Linked DNA regions of Mus musculus: regions 1, 2 and 3 are each linked to region 4. A link is a contact called in public Hi-C and promoter capture Hi-C data. All regions are on one chromosome and are shown on one strand. Each heading gives the region's core, a stretch centred on a gene start, on an enhancer-like site or on the middle of the called end of the contact. The rest is flanking DNA. Distances are from core to core; before and after follow the strand shown. Region 1 holds the start of Cdc20 (cell division cycle 20). Region 2 holds the start of Slc2a1 (solute carrier family 2 (facilitated glucose transporter), member 1). Region 3 holds the start of Bend5 (BEN domain containing 5). Region 4 holds the start of Stil (Scl/Tal1 interrupting locus).

Evidence for each region. Promoter capture Hi-C pulls out the DNA fragments that hold promoters and counts their contacts. Hi-C and Micro-C count contacts between places; a contact is called where the count stands out from the background.
Region 1: a Hi-C map of muscle stem cells shows a contact between it and region 4, with 3 times the contacts expected there. The contact joins the promoter of Cdc20 here to the promoter of Stil in region 4. A contact is called at or near these places in 1 of 39 promoter capture datasets (pre-B cells) and 3 of 484 Hi-C or Micro-C datasets (B cells, CD4 T cells and muscle stem cells).
Region 2: a promoter capture Hi-C map of pre-B cells shows a contact between it and region 4. The contact joins the promoter of Slc2a1 here to the promoter of Stil in region 4. A contact is called at or near these places in 1 of 39 promoter capture datasets (pre-B cells) and 1 of 484 Hi-C or Micro-C datasets (CD4 T cells).
Region 3: a promoter capture Hi-C map of cranial neural crest shows a contact between it and region 4. The contact joins the promoter of Bend5 here to the promoter of Stil in region 4. A contact is called at or near these places in 2 of 39 promoter capture datasets (cranial neural crest and pre-B cells).

Annotation. Positions count from the first base shown.
Region 1 is chr4:118,434,667-118,441,046 of GRCm38.p6, forward strand. It overlaps Cdc20 (cell division cycle 20), which reads right to left and starts at 2,677. Exons shown (of 10, transcript NM_023223.2): 1 at 2,275-2,677; 2 at 2,028-2,176; 3 at 1,844-1,940; 4 at 1,594-1,722; 5 at 1,303-1,499; 6 at 1,111-1,205; 7 at 807-1,035; 8 at 85-210. The coding sequence starts at 2,455.
Region 2 is chr4:119,104,567-119,111,246 of GRCm38.p6, forward strand. It overlaps Slc2a1 (solute carrier family 2 (facilitated glucose transporter), member 1), which reads left to right and starts at 4,179. Exons shown (of 10, transcript NM_011400.3): 1 at 4,179-4,406. The coding sequence starts at 4,389. Gm52706 (a long non-coding RNA gene) reads right to left here and starts at 4,183. Exons shown (of 2, transcript XR_003955269.1): 1 at 3,211-4,183.
Region 3 is chr4:111,411,455-111,417,540 of GRCm38.p6, forward strand. It overlaps Bend5 (BEN domain containing 5), which reads left to right and starts at 3,552. Exons shown (of 6, transcript NM_026279.3): 1 at 3,552-3,946. The coding sequence starts at 3,721. All of the region lies in intron 6 of Agbl4 (ATP/GTP binding protein-like 4), which reads left to right.
Region 4 is chr4:114,996,904-115,003,890 of GRCm38.p6, forward strand. It overlaps Stil (Scl/Tal1 interrupting locus), which reads left to right and starts at 3,215. Exons shown (of 17, transcript NM_009185.3): 1 at 3,215-3,444; 2 at 5,945-6,029. The coding sequence starts at 6,019.

The DNA.
Region 1 (6,380 bases), core at 1,427-3,926, 3.4 Mb after region 4:
AGAAATGTCACATAGAGGAACACACCTCTGCCTGGGATAGGTTAAACCATGAATCACCACCAGTAGCAATCACAACAAAACTACCTGGGAATGCACATCCACAGCACTCAGACAGGCCCCTGAGCAGACGTTCCAAATGCGAATGTGCCGGTCACTGGTTCCTCCTCCTGTTGCCAGGATATTGGACTGCCAGGGACACCATGCCACAGCCTGGGTGGAATGGATAAAGGCTGGGTCAGGTCAACAGAGAGGCAGAAGCAGCCCTACGTGTAAAAGAACTGAGCTTTTCCATGCCCTCCTTTCCCTTGAAATGGCACAGAAACCTGGAATATGTATTAAAGAGCTTCTTGCACTATAGCTGGGCAGGGTTCTCATCTATTCTAACCCAGCTCTGATGCCTAACACCCAGCACCTGCCCTGTAACCTGACATCTCCGTCTCGCCCTGGCTGCTCCTCCTCCACCATCTCCTGGAGACTCCCTCCTGGTGACCTCACCTCTTTTCCCACCCATCTTAAACTCTCCTCCCCAGCTACAGGTTGATCAGCTCTTTATTAGCCAATCAGAGGTGATAACAATTTTCAAACAACTCCAAGACAGGAGCTGCTTCAATAATCGTGACGATGCTGGAAGGCACCCAGCTCTCTGGGCACAGTAGTCATCATCTATTATGAATACTCAGTGGACAAAACCATCTCTCAACTCTAAGTGTCACAATTAAACTCAACCCCGCCTTGTCCTCTCCTCTTAGTAGTCCCTCGTTTATAGCTGAGTGTCTGTAAAGACCTCAGCTCAAATGCTTTCTCACCTTGACAGCGCCTTGATGTTGAGTGAATGTTTGCAGGGGAGCCCATCCACTTTCTCCAGGACCACTAGGCCACACGTTGACAATGTTATCATTGCCACCACTTGCCAGATGTCGTCCATCTGGGGCCCAGCGAAGCCCACATACTTCCTGGCTATGGCCACTCAGTGTGGCCACATGGTGTTCTGCTACCCGAACATCATGGTGGTGGATGTGGCCAGACCGTGAACCACTGAGAGAAGAAGAGATTTAGTTCCGGATGGCAGAAACCGGAAAGGTTCTGCTATAGACTGGGAAAAACACCGACCTGGATAGGATATAGCTGTTCCAACTGAGGGAGCTTACTCGAGCGGAGTGACTGGTCATGTTTCGAAGTCGTTTCTGCTGCTGCACATCCCAGAGCTGCAGAGGAATGACCACAGGGTCACAGATGTAAGGTGGGCAAGCTCCCCCCTGAGCCCAGTGACCACAGAGCCACAATACAGGCAACCAGGCTCACCTGGACCTCAGCATTGCTGGTGCCTACAGCTAGGTAGTTGCCCTCCTTGATCCAGGCCACCGAGGATATGTAGTCTCCAGGCTGCTCCATTTGCAACAACTGCAGGATGTCACCAGAACCAGCGTTCCATAAGTACACACTGTTGTCCAGTGCCACAGCCAATACATTTCCAGAGCTCCAATCTACAAGATTCAGGTCTGCCAGGGGAAGGAAGAAAACATGAGGTCCTTTGTTGGACTGGTCCATTCCTAGGCCATCTTTCTCCATCCGCAAAGACAACAGTGCACTCACAGTAGTCATTCCGGATTTCGGGGGCATCAAGGATCCTGTCTGGCAGAGAAGGGATGTATCTGCAAGTCTTCCTGCTGGAGCCAGGCGTGGCTTTCTGACTGTACAGTACTTTCAGTCTGTTCTGGTAGCCTGTGGCAAGAGAGTGGGTCTAGACTTGGAAACTGATACCCATCCACATGTGGAAAAGCAGCCACATGTCTCCCCTTAGGAAGGACTGACACCAGCCTCGATGATGTCACTCACTCCTTACCTTCTGGGGCATTCTGAGGTTTGCCGCTGAGCCTGAGGATCTTGGCTTCCTCCACATCAAAACCGTTCAGGTTGAGAGACCAGGCTTTCTGATGCTCCTGAAATACACGGCAAGTGAGGGGAGGAAGACCGGTATCAGCCAGGGGACAGACACCTCAAGTCTCATGACCCCTGTGGAATCATACCTTTTTGGTGGGCGTCCCCCTGTCTTCCGGCTGGTTTTCCTTGCTTAAGAGGAAGCTGGCCACCTCCATTTGAGAAGCACTGCGTTGGGGGATAAAGCGGTCACCTCCAGGTTTGCTAGGGGTGGTCTGAACCTTGGAACTAGATTTGCCTGGGGGCAGGGAGAGAGAAGTCAGACAGCCTGACGAGGCTCCCGGAGGGAGCATGAAGACGGACTCTCAGCGATTCCAGCTCCCTCCACCCACTCACCAGGAGTTCGGCCCGGGGTCCGCCCGGCGCTGTGTGATCTGTTGGCGGCCCGCATGGGCGAGGGGGCTGGGCCTGTGGCTTCCTTTGCTTTGCGCTGCCAGCGCGCAACCGGGGCATTGGGGATGGGTGCGTCCAGTTGAAGCAGTGAGTGCAAATCGCTCTCGAACACGAACTGCGCCATGGCACCGCTACCGGGGCGAAAGGCGACCAAGCGCGATCCTCGCCGGGCTCCTGGGCTCCGCCTGCCACAGCTCGCAGCAGCCCGGTCCCTCTCCGTACTCAGCTCTCCCGAACACAAACCCCCAGCTCCTCGCAGCGCGTCAGTGCGCCTGCCGAACGCGTTCTTTTCCAGACAAGCTAAGGACACGCCGGACTGTTGTTCTTAAACTCTCCGCTGCTAGCGTTCATTGGCTCCTTCAAAACCCAACTGTCTTAACCGTCGCCCTTGCCGATTGGTCGCTACACTGAAGAGGGCCGGGTCTTCCGGGAGCAAATCTCACGAGAGTGCGACGACCAAGCATTTGGAAGGAAATCCCGAACCCATCTCTGGGAGCCTTCGTCCCTGCCCGAATCGGAGCCCGAATCGGAACACGGGGGCGGGTCCCGCACAGTTAGTCCTCGGGATCCGCTCTCTGCCGGCCATCTCTCTGGGTTGGGCCCGGCAGTTAGAGCATCTGGGAATCTTTGAAAGGTCACATCGAAGCCTGTGGGTGGTACTTAGGTCACACGTTCACACATACACACATTCTCTCTCTCTCTCTCTCTCTCTCTCTCTCTCTCTCTCTCTCTCTCTCTCTCTCTCTCTCTCTCACACACACACACACACACAGAGAGAGAGAGAGAGAGAGAGAGAGAGAGAGAGAGAGAGAGAGAGAGAGAGAGAAACTCAACCTCAACCCGGAGGACCCAGTTGGTTAGAGACGGTGGGGAGGTGGCAGTCTGAATGGGGAGGGCGCCTGAAACCCTGCTAGGAAGGAAGTATGCGGACCAGTGTGGGGTTCTGCAAACACAAAGTGAGAGGAAGGGGTGTGTGTGTCAAAACAATGATCAGAATTCCAGCCTTTCGTCGTGAAGATTAGGTTAGGCTGTTCTTGGGGACATCACATCCTGTGGAGGACTCCCGTGGGACTTAGGATTCTTCAGAGACCTAGAGATCTCCTTACCCCCGTTGCACATAATCTGCCAGAGCGACACCCATTTTGTTTGTTTCAGACAAGGGTCTCACTATGCAGTCCGGGCTGGCCTGGAATTCACCTTGTAGAAAAAACTGCCCTGGATCTCAGAGATGCGGTGGAATTTAAGGCGTGTGCCACCACGCTGGGCCAAGAACCTGGTTATGCTGATAGAAAAACCAAGGTGCAATACAAGAAATTAGCCCAAGGTCATAAAAAGAGGTTGGTAAGAATCCAGGTCTGGGGCCTGGAGAGATGCCTCAGTTAGAACTTCTTGCTCTTCCACGGGAAGAAAATTTGGTTTTGTCAGGCAGCGCACAACTACCTCTAACTCCAGCTCCAGGGCATCGATGCCCTCTTATGGAACCAGCATACAGATGGCACACAAACACACCCCTCCTCCCCGATAAAAATAAATTATTTTAAAGCGGAAAGGAGGTTAGAAAGATGATGGCTTAGCTGTTATCGCTAGATGCTCTTCCAGATTACCTAGGGTTCAGTTCCCGGCGCCCAATATAGGTATTCAAGATCTATTACTGTAGTCCCAGGGGATCCAGTGCCTTCCCTGGCCTCTGCCAGCATCAGGTGTGCATGAGGTATACAGACATAGATGTAGGCAAAACACATACACACTTTAAAAAAAAAAAAGTGGCCCTTTGATCTCTGCACCCACAGCGCACCTCTTCCTTCTGGTGACAATAAAAAACATTAAAAAAAAAAAAAAAAAGCGCCGGGCGTGGTGGCGCACGCCTTTAATCCCAGCACTTGGGAGGCAGAAGCAGGCGGATTTCTGAGTTCGAGGCCAGCCTGGTCTACAAAGTGAGTTCCAGGACAGCCAGGGCTACACAGAGAAACCCTGTCTCGAAAAAAAAAAATAAATAAATAAATAAATAAATAAATAAATGGCAGACTCTGAATTGGTCAGTCTAAATTCTTTTTTCAAAAAAAAAAAAAAAAAAAAAAAAAAAAAAAAAGCGCCAGGCAGTGGTGGAGCACACCTTTAATCCCAGGACTTGGGAGGCAGAGGTAGGTTGATCTCTGAGTTCGAGGCCAGCCTGGTCTACAAAGTGAGTTCCAGGACAGCCAGGGCTATACAGAGAAACCCTGTCTCGAAAAACCAAAAACAAAAAAAGGAAGGATCTAGGATCTAGGTGACTCCCATTTAGTGCAGGGCTTTAGTGACTTACATGAATATGCACAAAGGTAAAACAACATTAATACAAATAATAATTACTAGTTGATCATCTGCTAACTACTGCATTAAAACAGTTTACGTACATATTTTGGAAACACACTCTCATGTAGCCAGGCTGGCCTTGAACTCCACATAGTTTAGGAAGACCTTGAACTTTTTAAGATTTATTTTATTATTATATGTAAGTACACTATAGTTGTCTTCAGACACTCCAGAAGAGGGAGTCAGATCTTGTTACGGGTGGTTGTGAGCCACCATGTGGTTGCTGGGATTTGAACTCTGGACCTTCGAAAGAGCAGTCAGGTGCTCTTACCCACTGAGCCATCTCACCAGCCCTTCTTTTTCCTTCTTCTTCTTTTTTTTTTTTTTTTTTTTTTTTTTTTTTTTTTTTTTTTTGAGACAAGGTTTTGTGTAGCACTGGTTGTCCTATAACTCACTGTGTAAACCAGGCTGACCTCGAACTCAAATGTGTCTGCCTTCGGAGTGCTGGGATTAAAGGTGTGTGTCACCACATCTGGCAAGTTTACTGATCTCAAGGCAGATAGCAAACTGCCTTAATTTTACGTAATCCCAACACTTGGGAGGCAGTGGCAGGTGGTTCTCTGTGAGTTCCAGGACAGGTAGGGCTATGTAATAGAGGGACCCCGTTTCAAAAAACAAACAGAAAGAAATTGGGTCCGAATGAGGTAAGAGATGTTAACAAAGGCACAGCATTGTAGTCACAGCAATATGCTGCCTAGTAAGGAGTTGGAAGACGCTCAGTCCTTAGCCTAAGATGAACTCTGATGACGGCAGGGTCTTCAGCTGTTAGCCACACTCACTGTAGTTTCTCTGAAACTACACTTGTCTTTCTTCCCTTTCTTTCTTTTTTTTTTTCCTTTTCTTTTTTTTTTTTTTTTTTTTTTTTGGTTTTTTGAGACAGGGTTTCTCTGTATAGCCCTGGCTATATTTCTCTGTATATCCTAGAATTCACTCTGTAGACCAGGCTGGCCTCGAACTCAGAAATTCGCCTGCCTCAGCCTCCTGAGTGCTGGGATTAAAGGTGGGCGCCACCACACCCGGCGTTCTTTCTTCCATTTCCAATTGCCTTGGAAAACTAGAGATTTAATGTTCTCCAATTCCTCAGTGAGTTCCTGAACCTCAGAAAACAGAAAAGGGGAGCCTAATGTTAATGTTATGGAGTTTGGCTTTTATCTGCCAGGAACTGTGGGAACAGTGGAGGTTCCTGTCAAGTGGTTTTCAACTTCTGGACTGAAAGAACTTTTAAGACAGTGCAGCTACAGGAGACATGTGCATTGGAAAGTGTGCATGCCTGAAGCCCAGCAGTCAGCCAGAGGTGGATGTAGAGTCGAGACCTTGCCACTAAAAGAAAAAAGTGAACCTGACAATTAAGATATAACAGAGACAAGGGATCTGGCCACTTGAACATCGAGTCACTGGAGACTTTGGGGAGAGGATAAGGACAATGAGCCCATGGGGTTTGTTTCAAAGGGCGTGCAGAAAGCAAGCCAGATGTGGAGTCTGCGAGCTCACCTGTGAGCCCGGCCTCTGAGCCAAAACAAAATGATGACACTATTCACTTTCATTCTTTATCAAAACATGGCCAGTAATAAATATAAATGACAATATAATAATAGTGATAATAATAATAATAAAGAAAATTTATTTTGGATGGCTGCAGCAAAACACACCGGGTATAAGGCTCCTTACTTCAATTTTTGCACATTCCACCCGGCTCT
Region 2 (6,680 bases), core at 2,929-5,428, 4.1 Mb after region 4:
ATTAGAAACATCCACAGCTCTCTATTTTCTCAAACAAAACACATCTGGGGAATCATTAGCCTCATGAAGAAACAGCAACAGGGTCAGGAGTTGGGTGTGGCAAGACAGGTCCTCCTATCCCAAGTAAAGTTCACGGCAGGGGTGGGTGAAGGTGCCCCGGAACCCAGTTGTAAAAATAAATAATAATCTTAATGCAACTTCTCTGTCTAGTGCTGGGAAATCAAATCCAGGCTAAGCAAACCCTCCAACGCTGAGGTTCAATTCCAGTCCTTAATGCCATATTTTTGAGAAATTATAAATAAAAAAATAGGAAGAAAAAGAAAGACAAAGCATCAAAATTTTCAATAAAGATGGGATTAGTTGTTGTGAGCTGCTGAGTCACATCAGCTTGGGGCAAAGAGAGAAGCAGGAGAGCCGCTCATTGGTTCTCCAGCTGCCTCACCCTGATTACCCAGCACCCCCCCCCCCCAACGGAGCCCCTCCCTTCCAGACAGAGCTGTCCTCCAGACTTATGCGCTCAGGAAGGTTTTGCATGTTATGTGCCTGCAAAAACACACTTTTGCATATGACCCTTCGTGTGATGCCTGAGAGGTTTAGCCATGCTGTCATATGCCATGGAAAAATGCTCAAAGCAGGGGGTGGTACTGAGAGACAAAAGGTCATGTCAGGTGGGAAGGTACCTAAGAAATGGGAGTGAAGAGCAGGTGAGGGAGGCCCATAGTCCTTTGGAAGGGCAGAAGCCACGGGTTGGCTGGACATTGGATAATGAGGGCGAGGAGTCCAACAGTTTGGAAGTACCACCTTTGGGACACTTGGGAGACTAGGGATGCAATGACGAGTATAGATTTAAGCACGGTGATTGTGAGCACCTGTGGGACACCCAGAACATTGTCCTTGGGGGCAGTTAGCCAATCGTGGCGCTCAGGACACAGTGGAAGAGGGATACTTCTTTCAGCATCCCCCCAGATCATTGGTGGTGGTGGCGCTTGCAGAGGTACCCAAAATGATCAGAAAGGGACACGGATGAGCTGGGAGCAGGTGGTTGGAGCAGGTGTGCAAATCAGAATGAAATACAAAAACACAGAGAACTGTCCTGCCTGGCTCAGCATGCCCTCCTTGAGTCCAGATAACGTATTTTCTTTCCTCGGGAGGATTTGAGTTGCAAAACAGCCTTCGGATTAAGGGCTCCCCCTCTCAGCCCCTGCCTGCGCCCCTTACATCAGCTGCCACTGATTCAGCAAAGCCTTTTCAAGCCCTACCAGGAACACTTGCCTTTAAAGGCAACAGAGCCTTTTCCGGGCTGTCTTACTCACTCTTACTCCGCGTAGCGGCTAGGACCCGCCCGCAAAGCACCGCCCATTTCTAAGGCCCTGGGTCCACAGGCGTGCCGTCTGACACGCATCAGGCAGGCACTCGCCGGAGTCATCCTGTGCACCTGGCCCCTCCCCGTTAAGTCCTGCGAGCACTTTTTCTTCCAGACTGGTAGGGGCTGGCGCAGCTTGAACACAACCCAGGAAGAGCTGGTTCCTTTAAGGGCTGAAGTCACCTCCAGGGAACAAAGCTGCCAGTGTAGGAACAGACTAGCAAGTCTCACCAGGTCTGGGTGGTCGCTGTGAAACCCCTACCCCTTCCCCTTTAGAAGCCTTAGGTAGGGGCGGGTTTGGGTATGCTGAGTTGTCACCAGGTTCTTTTTCTCTGAAACCTTCTATGGCGCCCCATTGCTCATCCAGTAATGAAAGCTCTGGCCTCTACTTAGATGGATGGCATCCAGGGTCTTTATAACTACCTCTTCAACCTCTCCCCCTGCCCCCCCCCATCCGGCGTCCCCCCTCCCTGCTCCCCAGTTTCTAGGAGCCAATAACTACAAGAAGCCAATTCTTCGGGCTTCTGTCCACATCCCTCTCTCAGCGGCACACTATCCTAAGGCTTTGTATCTCGTGGGCTTTCTTTGGTGTTCTCTACAGGGTTAAATTCTGTTTCCAAGGACTCAGTCTCCAAGATAACAGTCCACCTAAGAATCTAACCTCTGATCTAGTGTCCATAGCTCCTGGTAAATTTGCCTCTAAACAGTTGCCTCCAGGGGCTATAAAACATTTACAGAGAGAGGACAGAGAAGTGGAATTCCAAGCAGACAATGGGATCTGTGTCTGGGCAGGTATAGGGAAACTGGGGGAAAGTAACACTATTTCCCTGGCTACTCTGCTTTTTCCATGGTGCCATGGTGCCATGGTACCATGGGACTGGGCTGAAATGCTGACACCAACAATTAGTGCAGAATCTGGTAGCACAAGCCTTTAATCCCAGCATTTGGTAGGAGAGTGGATCTCTGTGAATCTGAAGCCATCCTGGTCTACATAATGAGTTCCAGGGCAGCCAGGGCTCTATAGTGAAACCCTGTCTCAACAAAACAAAGCACAACCAGAAGTATTAGTGTAATTACTTTGAGAAACCCTTATTCAAATCAGGAGGAGACTATTAGACCCATTTTAGAGATGGATGTGGGTTTTGAAGCTGAGAAGAGATGCGTGCAGATGTTTGGCAAGTAAACGGCAGAGCTGGGACTCCAGCATCTGAAGCTTGTGGTTCAGAGGCTATCTAAAGATTCTCCATCTTTTTGAATCATTCTGTCTGCCACCTTTGTATCTAATCTTCTGTCAAGAATGGCCTTCATAATCTAGCCACCTATTGAACTACCTTCCAAACCCTGCTCTGCATCACCTCCCTCTTCCCAAAGAGCCACACATACACACACACACACACACACACACACACTTCTCTCTGGAGACTTACCCTGTATTCATCCTTGATATGGTTTACACTGCCCCTCTCCCTGTCCCTCCAGCTTGGGGACTCCCTGAAGCTAGCAACAGACTCTCATGCTTCTGTCCTAGGGACACTGACTAGCACGGGACCGTCCGTCATAGAGGAGAAAAAAGATGGCTGATTGGTGACTTGTTGGCTGAGATATAGGCATGCAGTTCTATAATGGGGGCGACTGAATTTGTGAACTGGTACCCTAAGAAAGGGCCTGGGAGACCAGGCTTGGGCCTTGTTCCAGCCCTGCATCATATGTATTGAAGGAAAGAAACAGGTCCAGGGTTGGAGAAAGCAAGAGCAGAGGAGGCAGGTCTTGCAGTCAGCAGAAGAAACTCGGGGGGGGGGGGGCAAAGTGGTGATCAGGAGAGAGGAGAAGGGGAACCCCAGACTCACCAGTTCCACATGCTTTACTTTTCAGGGGTCCATGCTCAATTAGGGTGCCCTCCTAGGCCAGCACCTGGCACACAGCTCAGCTTCCTGTCTCTAACAGAAAGTCATTTCTCCCAGATCCCCCCTTCAGGTGAACCTAGATGGGACATGGACTGGAGGGACCACAGAGGCTATTGACTGTCCTACTCACCACTCCAGGAGCTCACCTGTAATTCTCATAGCCCAGGGTTTGATAACAAATCTCATTTTATCCAGGAGAAACCCGCTGCTCATTGGCTGGGAGCTTGCCCAGGACCAGCTAGAGGCGGTTTATAGGTGAGCTGGTTCAATGCCAAGGTGTTCTATGTCCTTAACCATTTAGACACCCAGCCTCTCTGGTCTTCACACTTAGGTGTCACCATAAAGTCAGAAATGGAGGGAGGTGGTGGTTTTACAGCTTAGAGAAGTGGTGGGCATGGTGTCTAGGAGCAAAAGAGGAGCTTGGCCTTGGGCACAGGAACACGGAGCAAGGAGAGAGAATTCAGCTTCGGAGCCAGACCTCCCGTGGTCTCTCTAATGAACTTAATGCCACTTTACACATAACACACGCGGTTGTAAACACCATCCAAATACTAACTCGTTTAATCTTCCTAATAACCCAGGAGGTTGTACTATTATTATGACTAGTCTACCAAAGTTATCCGGCAGCCTAGTGAGGAAGCCAGAGTCCTAGCGCTGGCTTACAGCCCCGCACCAAGCGCTACCATTTTGCTAGTGGCCATTGAGACTCAGAGAGGTGTGCAAACCAGCTCAGAGCCACACAGCGAGCGCCCCCAACGGGTGCCCCGCACACCCTGGGACTGCAGGTTCTAGCATCCAGAGCCAGACTGTGGTCAGTAGCCCTCCGTCCCTCCCCACCTCCCCACAGAACCACGCCTCTCAGAGTCCCGCCCCGGACGTGCTCCCCAGGCCCCGCCCCCTTCGGGCCCACCTACACCCCAGAACCAATGGCGGCGGTCCTATAAAAAGGCAGCTCCGCGCGCTCTCCCCCAAGAGCAGAGGCTTGCTTGTAGAGTGACGATCTGAGCTACGGGGTCTTAAGTGCGTCAGGGCGTGGAGGTCTGGCGGGAGACGCATAGTTACAGCGCGTCCGTTCTCCGTCTCGCAGCCGGCACAGCTAGAGCTTCGAGCGCAGCGCGGCCATGGATCCCAGCAGCAAGGTGAGTAACGGGGCTGGGAGTCCCGGGTAGGGATGTGCTGCCGAGCGCGGGCCGGGGCGCCTGTCCGAGTCCCCGCTTCCTCACGCAGCCGCCGCGCGCTTCACGCGGTCGGGGCGGGGGCCGCGGATCAGGGGCCCAGGCGCCGCACGTCGCGCACGACCTCGGCGGCTCCTCCCGCGCGGGGGAGGGGGCCGGAGCGCGGCGCCCATTGGCTAAAAGAGCCGAGCCCCCGGCCGGGCCCCGGCTAGGAGCGGAGGAGGCGGGACCCGCCCGGAGCCCGCGCCGCGCCCGGAACCCGGGCCATGGGGGTGGCCAGGAGGAGAAGGCACTTCCTCCAGGCCAGGGTCGGGGGCTGACGAGCTCTGAGGACCTCACGATGCGCAGTCCTCCAGGGATGTGGGGCCTTTCCCCGGGGCAAGCTACTGACTGGATAAGATCTCTCTTCACCTGTGATCAGGCTTGCCCTGTATGGGCCGGATTTACGGAACCCCTCCTGGATGTGCGACATTGTTTCTTTCTTGTCCCGCCTTTGCTTTGTGTAGAGTTAGTTCTAGTCCCTTTTAAATTAAAATAAAATTGGATTTTCCCGTCTTAGTATGTAGGAAGGCTCAAGGATGCGCACTTTCACGCCCCCCCCCCTTTACCTGTTTAAAGTTAAGAACAGTGCGAGCATGTGTTAAATCCCTGGCTGCCTTTACTGGGCAGTGGGGGTGTTTTGGTGGAACTCAGGAAAGGAAGCTCCAGTTGACTCCGGATGGTCGTACTGACAGTCTCTGCAGGGCCACAGTGATAGAGATAGAATGTAACTAAGTATAAAGACAAAAAAACAAAACAAAACAAAAACCAACTGAGGCCCGGGAGTCTCTCAGATGCCACTTAAACTCCGAACTTTGGTTTTTCCGCGTAAAACTTTTCTCTCAGACCTAGGTTAATCTCCGTCTTTCAAATTCCTTGGATTTTGCTTTTGTTTCGGAGACATCATCCCCTAGCCCTGTCTGCCCTAGAGTTCATATGTAGACCAGGCTGGCCTCAGACTCACAGAGATCCGCCTGTCTCTGCTTCGCGAAGGCTGTAAGCCCGGGTACCACCACACTCCGCTTGATATTTATTTTTTGAGCTGATAAGATGAATATTCTGAGTAGAGAAGAGGGTAAAAAAAAATCAATGCTCGTTGATCACCTGGCTCATGGCTAAACTGCTTTTTACATGTCGTCCTGTGCTTCCTTACCAGGAACACTAAAGGGAAGTAAGTTTCCTAAAGTCACACAGTTCCTAAGGTCTGGGCTGGTTTCACTAGTGTTTTCTAAATTGTGAGCAGCAGGAAGAGTAAATGCCACCGCAGGCAGGTGGATGGGCGCGCTTACTCTGCTGAGCTTCCCAGACTTTCCCTACTGGCTCCATCTATAGATCAGTCCCTCCTTCCCCATGGTTTATATCTATAGCGATGAATTCATGCACTTGCACTGTTATTTACAACAATAGAATCCCCGCCCCCCCCCTCCCCCCCAGACAGGGTTTCTCTTTGTAGCCCTGGCTGTCCTGGGACTGGCTCTGTAGACCAGACTGGCCTCAAACTCAGACCCGCCTGCCTCTGCCTCCTGAATGCTGGGATTGAAGGCATGGTGCCACTATACCTAGTTTAGGCACATTTTAGTTATCTTGTGTACATTCTTGGGAAAAGCCCTTCCCTTTCTTTGGAGGTGGCTGATTTCCCAATCAAGGCCACAGCCTTTTGTGTTGTATATTAAAACGGAGTTCTGGAGAGTTGTTTAGAGGTCTGGCGAGCCTCTGGTGTACTCTGTAGTAATGAGCTTAGTAATGAAAATAGGGAGGGGCAGGTGGAAGCTCCTGGCTAGCCGGGGCTCACCTCCTCCTGGCCGTCCTGTCTAGGCTCAACCTCTGCAGGCAACATAAAACTACTTAAAAATCACAGGGTTCTTCAGGATACGGTAGTAGAAGATCATAAGTATCTGAGATTCATAGTGAGGTTTTGAATTTTCACTTAGCTGGGTTGCTTCATCTGCAGAATGGCAGCAGTCCTAATCATTAGACGGTAGGAATTTAGTCTGGAAAAGCCTAGAGAGATGGCTGAATGGTAAAGGCACTTGACAGCCATGCATGAAGATCTTTGTTCATTCCTGGGACTCACTAGGTAGAAGGTGAGAACTGATTCCTGCAAGTTGTCCTCTGACCACCATGTGCACACTAGCGTGTGTCTCTCCCCATTCTACACAAGTAAGTAAGTGAAGGCGGGCATGCTAGCAGATAGATCTC
Region 3 (6,086 bases), core at 2,302-4,801, 3.6 Mb before region 4:
TCTGGCTCAGCACAGGAAGCCTTTAACATTTAAGAGTACCCTAAAGTTAAGGTGTGGTAGCAAACTTCCTATCACTGGATCGAAGTGACCTTTTGGTAGGGCTGTCGAGGAGGCAATTCAACTATAATTTGTGTGGGCTTGATGTTTTAAATTGTTCCTTTGAGTTTTGTGTGTGTGTGTGGTGTATTTTGTGTATTTTGCCTACGTGTATGGCTGTAAACCATACATAAGCAGTGCCTAAGGAGGCTACTCAGCCCACTGTTTGCCAATCCTTCTCCAGAACCCATTCTGCAGACCTACAAGGCAACACAGAAAGTATTTAACTGTTGGTGTCCATTTTCATCATCTGACTTTTTTCTTCTCTTGAGGTTCTTGGGAAATAGAACTGCTACTGTGTAGCAGTTCACATAGACAACATTGGTAGCTAAGGTGAGGGTGTTGGTATTTAATGTGTCTGTCTGTCTTCAGTGTGGGATCAGGGTATTCCTATTGGATTCATGGGAAAGACAGAACTGGATTCAGTTCCAACTCTGAAAAGAACAAATGGGCTTTCAAGAAAACCTTGTAAGAGGCTTGCTCTGGTCTCTTGTTGTCTTTAATATGTTTTTACCCAAGAGTCTAATTCACAGCCCTGCACCATGTATCTGGGCTGCTGAAATTACTAGCTTTGATTTGCACTCAACTCTGATTCTAGCTGAGGAGGGATAGAAAGACAGCCTGTGACCCCAGAATCTGGCTGGAATTCTTTACCAGCAGAAAAATAAAAATTTCAGCACAATTAACAATTGTTTAAGGCCTTTCTCCCTTCCCAGCTATATACATAATTTTCTAGGACCAGAAAACCTATGCACAGGGAAAGGATATGTACTAACTAAACTCCTTGTGCAACCCCAGTGGCTTCTGGTGTTACTTTATCAGATTATAATTCCATCCAGGGCATCTCCAGAGCATTTCTATAATTTCATTATCATGATAGAGACAAGAAAAAAAAAGAAGAAGAAGAAGAAACGGTTTCTTAGCAACCTTTTGAGATATAATTCGTATTAAAAAAATAAAAAACTGGTAGACATGGCTGATGCTAAAACAATTGAAACTCCCTTGAGTAAACCCTACCTCCATCTGAGTATTTGTTACTTTTTGTGATTGTCTTGCAGAGGAGCACACACCCAAGCCCTTGGGTGAGTCTTACTTCCTTCCCCTGAGCACCTCTTTCTCTCTTAACCCTTGTACTTAAGCCTACATTAAAACATCTTTAATAAAACAGACCACTCTGCTTCATAGTGCTAAAATCATTTCAGCATAGAAGCCACAAATCCCAGTTTGGCCAGACCTGAGATCCTTAAAGTGTTTGAGGGACTCCTCGGTTTGTGAGGGTGAAAGTATAGAGCAGTGTCACAGTTCTCTGACCTCTGACACAGTGAGGAAATCAACCATGCTGGGATAAAATTGGAAGGTGCCTGGTTGGTTCTTGAACAGTGTAGGGAACTGGGGAAAGAGAAGGCATTTGACTTGGTTTTCAGGGATAGCTGAGGTGGCCATGCACTCAGTAAAGAAGAACTTCCTAGGATGAGGGTAAGAAGCCAGCACAAGGCTGTGGTCATGCTAGGTTGGGAAATGCTAAATAATTGATGCAGACTCTGGAGTGGGCTGTGTCCAGGAAAGTGATGAAAAATGAAATTGATATTTTGGGGTGACCCTCACTTAGATGCAGAGATGTGCTAGAGTGCTACCTGAAGTTATTTTTGAAAATGTGGTCTGCAGTCTCATGGATTGTCATTAAATATGGCCAACTTTGCATGCCTCATCTTATGAGCTACCAGAATCTTACTTCTCATTAAATTCCCTTGACCACCAAAGTGATGTATTTCTAAAATAATCCATAGTCAAAAATAAATAATAATCAGGGGAACATATTTTCCAGAACACCTCAGAGTCATCGGATAAGTGAGGATGAAATTATTCATCAGGATGGCTTGAAGACCTATTCAGTTGACTGGATATAACCAATGGATTGCTTTAAGGGAACTTTATCTGACCTGCTACTCAGGCTTTGAGAGCTGTGTGGAGTTCAACAGTATAAAGTACTCCTCAAATCACAATGAAGTGAATTTGGGAGTTTGGCTTTATCTCTATCATGAGTATAGCTGATTTGGAATGTGAGCACAGTGCCTAAAGTTTAAAATGGTTAAATGCCTTTTATTATTATTGTGAGGACTAGCAACAAGAATGTGTGTATGTGGAATATGAGCATAAAGAGTACAAGAGAAAACAAAATCTCTCACCTATGCAAGAAACTCAGAATCATAATAAACATTTCAGTGCACTTGTTTTGTTACAGGTTAAATTTATTTAAATGAGTTTTTAAAAACATAGCATTTCGTTAAATCTACCACCTCCTTTATGCATGCCTTTATGAGAATACTTTTCTCACTATAACCTCATTATTAAGCTTTCTTAATGCTCTCAGACTAGAATGAAAGATTACAAGTAGCAGAAAAAATGGGTTATTCAGACAGTAATTTAATATTGACATAGGATCCAACTGAGATTCAAGTTCTAATACTTTAGTAAATACTACAAGGTCCTAGGTATCTATTCTTTCTATAGACCACCAAGCCTACAATATAACATGGAGTGTGTGCTCAGAAAAATATTAGTTACTTGAATAAAAGAATAAGTGGAAGAATGGATGTATGTGAAATTCTGTTTATCCTTCCCCCAAAATTCACCAATCTCTCTCTGACAAATACCCTGGTATTGAGCTAGACAATTGGAATATAAATAGCTCAGTTTCCCTGTAAGCATACAATACAGAACAAGTACAACTCTCAGCCTTCTTTCTCTGGAAGGTGTGGTTTGTCTGCAGGAACCAACCTTTCCAGGTTCTCATCTGTGATTTTGGAAACAGAGAAGGGACTGCTGTTCTGCCCAGTTTGGCTCCTGAACTCAACTGACTCCAGAAAGTCCGGCCTCTGCTCTGGCTCCCTAGAGCCCTCCATCCTTGTTTCATTCCAACTGTTCCAGCCCAGAATCAACAAGTAGTGGAGGCGATTCCTCAATGGAGAAAGACCACAGGGAAGAGGGGTGCCGCTGCTCCCTTAGGATAAAAACAGCCCTGGTCTAACCCTCTGGTATCCCAGCAGCTGGTTCAACTGGAAACCTCAGATTACTCTAGTTCTGGCCAAAAACTGGTTTGGCAGCTCTAGGGGAATGTTTCTGGCTCACTGACCCTCACAGCAGGTGCTGGCAATTTTGCAAAAGAAAGAGAAAAGGGGGAAATGGGTTTGGAGGGTGGACTGAAGGAACGGAGGCGCTTAGCTAAATTCGAAACACTAAACTATTGAATCCGCCCGAAAGCGACTTTTAGCAGCGCTCCTCCTATCCTCTAACGCTACTATCATATATGCTCTTTCCCCACCTTACTGCAATCGCACTCCGGCTGTGATTGCTCGGGTCTGACTTCGCAAGTGGCGGTGTGCTTCAAAACCCCCTCATCCGCCCCTCGCCCGGCTCTCTCCACTCCCCTCCCTTTTCCGCGCCCAGGCGAGAGCAGCCGATTGGCAGAGCGGGGCTTTCAGGAACAATAACAGTGGGGGGAGCCGGGGCCCCGGGGAGCCTCCCCGCCCCCGGCCCGGCTGCGGCTCACGCCCCTCTAGGGGTCCCCACCTCCGCACCGCCCCACGGGCTGACCGGCGCCCGGGCCCGCCCCCGGCGCCCACCATGTACGCCTTTGTGCGGTTCCTGGAGGACAACGTCTGCTACGCGCTGCCCGTGTCGTGCGTGCGCGACTTCAGTCCCCGCTCGCGACTGGATTTTGACAACCAGAAGGTGTACGCGGTGTACCGGGGCCCGGAGGAGCTGGGCGCCGAGCCCGAGAGTCCCCCGCGTGCCCCTCGGGACTGGGGCGCGCTGTTGCTCCACAAGGCCCAGATCCTGGCGCTGGCAGGTGAGCGAGCGGGCCGGGAGGGGCGTTGGGACCGGGCGGACCTGGGGCTGGTTCCGGGAGAGGCCGGGCGGCTGGGGCCAGGGAGCCACCGCTTGCTCTTGCCTCCCGTTCCGACTCCTTGGGCTTTCTTTTGGGTACCAGGTGTCTCTAAGAGGCCAAACCAGTTAAAAAGACCTGAGGGTCCCCTTTGTCTTCCTTGCTTCTCTGACACTCCTGCGCCTTGCTGTCAGTCAGCTTTCTCTACTCTGCTCTCTTCTTTCTGACTCTTTTGTATTCCCCTTGGCTCTTCATTTTCTGCTTCTCTAGCTGCCTACTCTAGCTGTCATCTCTCCCATCTCTCACCTTCACCTCTCTCAGTTACTTCCCTCTGTGTTGCTTTCCATCTTAAGTTTCGAAAACTGTACCTCCCTCTCTCCCTTTAAGGCCCTTGGCGTCTCCTTGGAGCAAGAAGCAGTGTTAGGTCCTTTTGATGGGGGCCCTTTTTCACAGAAGGAATCTCTGACACTGTTCCATCTGGGCCATCATTAGGACAAGGAGACCAAACCTCAGTGTACTGCCCAAGGGGCACAGGTGAGGAGGTGAAGGGCCTTAGGTAGCCTCATCTCCACCCCACTTTATGCATCTCCCAGAAGGCTCCTTGAGAGAAAGATGGTACAAACAGTTTCTAGTTCAGGTGAGGGCCTGACCTCCTAACTCTGATCACACCTGGGGGTGGGGAAGAGGGAAAGGAGACAGGCTGACAGGCAGGCAGGTGGTCTCTTGGTTAATGGGTAAAGATAGATTCAGTTTGTTAACAGGACAAGCCTTTCGGCCTCCTGTACTATGCTGTATCACGCTGAGACATAGGTTCCTCTTCAAGCAGAAACATTTGGCCTTCTTTCTGATCCACTTGTAGAAGGCTTGGGTGCACACCAAGTGGGGAAAAGGAAGTTACCACTTCAAGGCTGGAGAGCAGAGATGTAGCTGCTGCTGGTAAGAGTGCTGCCTTTGATTGAGTAGGCAGAGACTGTCACCTTCCACCTGGAAGACAACCCGGAGATTAGGAGCTGAATGAAGACATTGCAAAGATTTCATGGTTTTGACACTTTTCCTACTTTTTCCAGGGACCTATGTTTCCTCTCCTTTAGCCTAAAAATGAACCTAGCATGAATCAAAGTGACTTGTCCAAGATCCCTGGACAAGCTGTCAGTGTATCTCAGCCTGGTGACTGATTCCTTTTTAATAAATACCTCTAGAAAGTAGGCTTACTAGAATAAAGGGCCAAAAGATTTGGAATAGATCAACACCACATGGTCCTCTTTTTGAAAGGTTAAGTACTTATCACCTCCTAGACAGGTCCTGGAGGCACAGGGCTGTAAGTCCACTTACCACCAGACACTCTGGTCCAAGAGAAAAGAATGAGCGAGGGGGGATAGGTTTAGAACGGAAGTCTTTGTGGCTGATTAGGTTTTATTTTGTTAGCGTGCTTTCCTTTAATTATCTAGGAAGGGATTAGGAACTTATTCAGCAAGAGGATAAGCCTGAGGAAATGTTAACTAGATGGAATGTTAACTGTTTGCTACAAGAAAATCGAGGGTGTTTCTTGATGATCCAGACTCACGGAGATCCAGAGAGTAGATAGGATGGGTGTCAGGAGGCAGTGGCTAAAGACTCTTTTAGAGATTGTCGGTCTCCCTGTCTATCCACTCAGGCATCCATTTCTCCATTCCTTCAGGGAGTGTAGGCACATGGTACTCTTCAAGAAGTACAGGGAGCCTAGCTAGACAGATGGCAGCCTGCACTGACTCTTCTTGTAAAATCAATACAAGTTGCAATGAGTTATTAAAATACATACATACGTACGTAGGTACATACATAGGAAACCTAGGCAGCTTCTAGAAACTTAGCAGAGTAGATGTAGAGATGAGTGGTAGCAGTTTCAGTTTCAACAAAAGGAGTGCTTCTTCTCATCTCCAGTTTTGTTTTTTGTCTTTTCAAGACAGGGTTTCTCTGTGTAGACTTGGCTGCCCTAAAACTCCATAGATCAGGCTAGTCTTGAACTCAGAAAGATTGAGTGTGTGGCAGGAAGGTGTAGAGACTTTGGCAACTTGAGGTTGGCTGGATTCCATTTTTTTCCAGTAAGCTGGTAAATTTATAAATT
Region 4 (6,987 bases), core at 1,965-4,464:
TAACTTTAGAATACCTAGTGCAGCAATATTTGACTGCCTTTTAATAAACTGACACACTCTCATTCATAACAGTGTACAATATGTAGATAAGGAAAATGAATTTCAGGAGACTAAATGGCACCATTGGGCTGGTTGCATTTAACATTACTCAAAGAAAATATTTAAAGATACCCGGAAATACAAGCTTTCTTAAAAATAAATCGTCTTTCCAATTTTAAAATAAAGCCATTAAAATTTTCATTTTTCAGAAGCCTTTTATTGGGTCTCATGTTGCAACACTAGGGGGCAGCACAGAAGAGTACTTCCTGCCAGCTTAAAAAAGTGAGGTAATAGCCTGGTTTTATAGCAAGGAGGACTATGTAGATGTGGCATGCAAATGAAGAATTGTATTTGCACCAGTCACAGCAGTATTTCTAGTCCCATCAGTCACAGGCCTCGTTTTGCACCAAAATAAGCTTTCTGCTGAGCCATAGGAGAAATGCCTATCCATATGACCTAGGTGAGCCAGGTCCTCTGGTGTTCTCTGAGGCTCATCTTAAATGGTATCCCCCAGAAATAGTGAAGGTTCTCGGGTGCAGTCGTGCTGGAGAAAAACTGTGAAGTGTTGTGCAGTGGCAGTAAAGAATCTACAGGTGGGCCATTTGGGCATGATGGAATATCCTGTAACCCACTCTACTCAGGAGCCTGGGAGCCTCTCTACTAAGGAGCCTCTGTACTCAGGAGACTGCAAGTTCCTGGCCAACCTAAGGACTTTACTAAGACCTTGACTCTGAAGAAAAAATGGGCTGGAGAGATGGCTCAGCAGTTAAGAATGCTCTTGGAGAGGTCCTGAATTCAATTACCAGCAACCACATGATGGCTCACAACCATCTGAAATGGAACCCTATGCCCTCTTCTGGTGTGTCCGAAGACAGCTACAGTGTACATGTATACATAAAATAAATACTTCTTTAAAAAAAAAAAAAGGAGGAGTTTGGGGGCAGAGGATGTAGCTCAGAGCACTTACTTCCTTAACATGCCAATCACAATACTGCAAAGAAAACTAACTAAAAAGAACACCCGGGTTGTCTTCAGGGCAGTCATCTTGTTTGCCAAGGGCAACCATTTTCCATTTTGATATAAAGTAATTATGCACCAGAGCAGGGGATGTAGCTTAGCTAGCAAGATTTTTTTTTTTTTTTTTTTTTTTTTTGGTTTTTTTCAAGACAGAGTTTCTCTGTATAGCCCTGGATGTCCTGGAAGTCACTCTATAGACCAGCCTGGCCTCGAACTCAGAAATCTGCCTCCCGAGTGCTGGGATTAAAGGTGTGCGCCACCACACCCAGTTTTTTTTTTTTTTTAGTAGTTTTTTTTTGTTTTGTTTTTTGGCTAGCAGGATTCTTATACAACATGCACAATAGTTATGGGTTCAAGCCTCAGAATGGCATAAACCAGGTGTGGGGCCCACCCCTATAATCCCAACACTTGAAGGGCATAGGTAGAAAGATCTGGGTCATCCTTACTTCCATAGTTCAAGATCAACATGGACTGTATGAGACCCTGTCTCAAAACACACAAGTATTTATGCATAACATTACATATACATCCTGCTTAGAAGTCCAGTGCCAATAAAATGTTTAATTCACCATTTGCTGACACTTGAGTTCTCATGATGCTTCAGCTTCTCCGATGTTTCCTCTTGTTTTTCCTGATTTTTTTTTTTTTTTCTAAGACAGGGATCTCCAAGACAGCCTTGGCTGTCCTGGAACTAGCTCTGTAGACCACGGTGGCCTTGAACTCACAGTGGTGGGATTAACGGTGTGCACTACCACAAGCACTGGGTTTCATAACCTTTTAAGATTTATTTATGGGCTATGCATGTGTGGCAGCCAGGGATGGGTGTGCCCAAGGAGGCCAGAAGACAACTGTGATCTATCTAACCAGGATGCCGGCAACCAAGATGATCTGCAAGATCAGCAAGTGCTCTTAACCACTGAGCTATCTCTACAGCCCCAGATTTTACCTGTTAAAAGTATTTACTTAGTGTGTGGTGCTAGTCACTCAACCCAGGACCCTGCACATGCTGGGGTCCTACACTACTACTTAGCTGCATACTAGCCTCCCAGAACAGTCTCAGATATACAGAAAATAAATGAAGCACACCTCCCACGCACTTTCCTCTTTTTTTTTTTAACATCTTATATAAGTATGTACATTTGTTTCTATTAACCCAACATTGATACATTATTAATTTAAAGTCTTTTATGTATTTAGATTTTTACCTGCCTTTTAAAAAATACACAAAGTTTAATGTAACATGAACTAATCCTAAGAACACGTTTGCTACCTTCCCCTAACACTATAGACGTGCTTCCTTTTTAATTTAAGTCTTTTCTTGTTTTGTTTTAATTACAACGAATGCCTGATCATCTCAAAGATCTCCAACATGGACCTCTGGCAGCACGCACACATAAATCACACACCACAACTGTCCCCAATATCAGCACTGGAAATAAGTATAAATAGCCACCAGTATTTTCTGTTCAACGAGAAGGAATTTCCCAAAATTGGTAAGATCGATCATATTTTAGAAACAACTTAAAGCAAATTTAACCTCCTCTATCTCTGATCATCTAAGGGCTTGAAAACTTTTTTTCTCCTGAGACAGGGTCTCATGCAGACCAAGTTGGTCTTTGATTTGCTTCGTAGCTTAGAAGACCTCTCTGCCTCCACCCACCTCTTCAAAGCTGGGACTAAGGCGGCGCACCACCACACTCGACTCTAGTCTTTTGAGACAGGGTCTCTAAATAATTCCAGCTTGTCTCTAACTCGTGGCGAGCCTCCTGTCTCAGCACCTGCCTCGGAAGAGCGCAGGAATTACAGGGGAGAACCAAGCTTGGCTAAGTGGATCCCAGCAGTCAGACCACAATCTGTGCAGGAAGCACTTCCAGCAAACCAGCCGGGATTTCTTTTTTTAACTGCGCATGCGTTTGGCCAATGCCAGCCAAACCGGAACTTAACCGTTGACCAAATGAAGGTTTAAATCCTCTGAGTAGTGACACAGAGCTGCGATGGCGCCCTCGGTTCTTTAAAGAACCTTGGGATAGGGCGAGCGCTAATCCCAGGCTGGGCTCCGATTGGTCGTCACAGCAGTCTGCAGTTGAGACGTTGCGTGACGACCGTGGTACCGCCCCTGCAGCGGGACTGGCCGGGCTTCTGGCCAATCAGCAGGCGCGGCGCGCCCTTTGGTTCCCTCCAGCGAGCGCTTGCCGCCTCGGTTCCCGCGACCCCAACGTCCCAGAGGCGGGGCCGCAGTCATCTGAGACGCTACCTGGATCCTGACTCTGCGTGCCCAACAAACGGGCCCAACAACCAAACCCTAGCTTGGCGGCGGCCGTGACAACAGCGACGGTGGATCTTTGAGCTCCTGATTCCCCGAGGCGCCCTACGGGCCCGGGAAGCACGGTGAGTAACAAGCGGCCTGTAAGGTCGGAGTTAGCGCGGTGGAACCGATGACCACAGGGCCGCCAGGGGAGAAAGAAGGCGGACCTCACTGCTAAAAAATGGGAAAGAAGTTTACATTGTGACGTGCCTCAGATTGACTTCACTGTAGAAATTTCTTGGAGACTGAAACCCTGATCCTTGCTTTTTTGCATTCTTTCTATCTGACCCAGACTGTGTAAGGAATCTATTACGTGTTTATAGTCCGTGGTCTACAGGAAGTAGACCTATGTCAAAAGTGAGGCGTGGACGTACAGTGTCTGAACACAAAGACAGTGATGTCACCCTGAGAGATTGCACATTCGTGTTGGGGGTTGGATGATAGGATTTAGTAGGAAATTCCAAAGGAAGGGGAGGACAGCCTGTGTAGTCCTATCGACTGCTGATAGTCGAGTTAGGACTGGAGGATGAGTGACCGGGGTTATGGTTGCAGTAATTGGGTAGGACCTTAATATGAAGGGTTTTTATTTTATATATGAAGAAAAGCTATTGACTTTCTAGTCAGGGGAAAAACTTGTACATAAACCCATTTGTGTCTGCACTGGAGGGACTTGTCAGTAAATCTGGCTGGGCTGAGGAGGACAGCTAAGGTGGGAGGCCAGAAAGAACTTTCTATGGGTAAGAGGGAGAAGAGGTGAGGGTGACTTGATGGTCCTCATTTGCTGCACAATGAAGACATTCCCTGAGCAGACTATTTTTGTTAGGTACAGGTTTGTACAGCTTTGGCTCCATTAGCTTTATAAGTAATACTATCAAGATGAGCTAGTTATCAAATCTCATTTGGTGGCTTTCAGATGAGAAAGACCTAATGCATGAAAGGAGAGACAGGCACTTAAGTCATTCCTGTTGGTGAGGAAAACTTATACTTTGTGGGGGTAGAGTTATCAGTGTGATTACTGATACCATGGCAGTCAACTGCTAAAGAAAGGCTTCTTTTAAAACAAGCAAACAAACAAACAAGAAAAACAAGCCTGTATTTCAAGAAGTTTCATATCTCTGGGATAAGTTTTAATTGATCCTTAAAGGTTATATCCAGTAGAACTTTGCTCTCCCAATATTTTTAGCCTTAGACTATATAGAAAAGGTCTCTTCTAAATGACTTACACCTTTGTTAGTAATCCTCTATCTTGAGTCAGATGATTCATTTTTTAAATTTTTCATTAGTGTTTAAAATGTATTTATTGTGTGTTCATGTGTGTGCATGTGCACATGTATGCTGCAGTGTGCATGTGGAGGTCTGAGGATGACTTTCAGGAGTCGGCTCCTTCTGCCAGTAGGTCCTCGGAATCGATCAAACTCAGGCTGTTAGTTTTGACAGCAAGCACTTTTAGCCTCTGAGCCATCTTACGTAAGGCCCTAAGATTGTTATCTATTGTTAGCATTGCTGTTGTGCTATGTATGTGATATGTGCATGTGAGAGCAGAAGTCTGTCCCACTGTGTGCATGTGGAGATCAAAGGACAACGTTCCAGAGTCTGTTCTTTGTTTCCACCTCGAATTCTGAGAACTGAATCATTAGCCTTGCGACAGCAACTACTAAGCCTCTTTGTCTACCTCAGACAAGATTTTTTTTTCTGAAACCGAAACAATGCGTAGAAGATTAAAAAAAATTAAGACTTAAAAAGTACATATGTGCTGGCTGGGCTTGGTAGTGTGCACCTGTATCCCAGCACTTGAAGGGGGGTGAGGAACACATGATCCCCAGAAAGCCCAAACAGGAAACTTCATGATACATTTTTATAAACAACTAAAATGAACATATGCATCAACAGACTGGCTCTTGTGACAATGAACAGGAAGATCTCTGTCCCCACAAACCGACTTGTTTTGGGTTTGGATATAGTCACACTTAACTGGATATTCTCACTAGTGTTTTGTACACCTGTAGTTTCCACCTCTTTTTAGTTTCAAGTCCATATGTCTAATTTCCAACTGGATAGGTTCGTTCAGTACTAATGAACAAAATGTATAACCCTGACAGAAATCACTATGTAGACCAGGCTGGCCTCAAACCTAGAGGTCCATCTACCTGCCTCTACCTGCCTCTGCCAAGTGCTGGGATTAAAGTTCTGTGCCACAAAACCTTGTGTTTAAAAAAAAATGAACGGAAGGAAGAGATTTGGGGAAACAAATGTGCTTCCTAAATGAATAGGTGTATTTGTTGCTAAATTAAATATTGAGGTTACTTTATAGGCTGAATGACTCTGGAGTATAAAAGCAATCAAAATCTGTTAACATCGACTCGTTTATTTTTCTCTGTATTGTACATTGAATATAGGGCCTTACATAAAGTAGGCAAGAATGCTCCATCCTGTGATTTACATGCATTTAATCTTACTAATCTGCTACTTTTCATATAAGCAACTTAATTTTGCCAATTATTTTGTTACTATATGGTTAAGAATGGTCCTCATTTGCTACACAATGTTCTTCTATGCTTAACAATATTTCTTTATTTCTGTAAGGTACTGAGGATTACAAATTGACTAAATCACTCACCAAATATAGAGCCTGTAGTTCCTTCAGCCTGTAATTCCAGATGAATACCAGGTACAGAAATTTTATTTTATTGAGTATATATTTAGATGTTTTGTTATCTATGTGTATGAGTGTTTTGCCTATATGTATGTATTGGCAACATATACATTTCTGGTGCCCAAGAAGGCCAGAAGAAGTATCTGATCCCTCGGAATTGGAGCTATAGTTGGTTGTGAGCTACCTGTAAGTGCCAGGAAATAAATCTGGGTCTTCTGCTAGAGCAGCAAGTACTCTTAATCGTGAGCCATTTATCTCTCCAGGACCCGTTTTAGTTTTTTGAGCCAAAAGCTACATAGCGTGACTGGCCCCACACTCCCTCACTCAGTTCTTCTGCCTCACCCTCCCCGTAGCTAGGATAATAGGCACGTGCCACTGTGCCGGGCTGTGTGTTTAGTTATTTGGTGGATGTCTTGCCGTATTGCTGAGGCTGATCTTAAACAACAAACTCATTTTAATACTTCTTCCTCAGCCTCTCAAGCTTTGGGGCCGCAGGTGTACGCTGCCATGCCTGCCTTCAAAATATTTCCTTTTATTATAGCTACCCACATTAGCTTGCGAAGGAATACTGGAAGAGAAGAAAGAACACAGTCTTTAGAACCAGGAATATCTGGCTCCACAGTTAAAATGGTGGCCCCCTGGTCCAGTTCATTCACTGTGCCCCTCGCTGTATAATGAGGATGGTGATCACTTTCTAATTGATTCCCAGGAAGTAGTAAGAAGGCGTATTAAGTGGAAGGCATGGGCATATGTAGGGAAGGACTTAGTAAGTTCTAGCTCCCTTTCCTCTTACACTTAATGACATAGACTTTTTTTTTTTTAATTTGGTAAGAAATTATCTGAACTGAGGCTATAAAATAGAAGATTGCTCATTTCCACCCTAGAGGAATGGAAAGTTTTTGGAGTTCCTGCTTTCTAAGCACCGGGTCCTTGGTGGTAATCTTCTCACATTGGCCAACCCAAGATCCTCCAT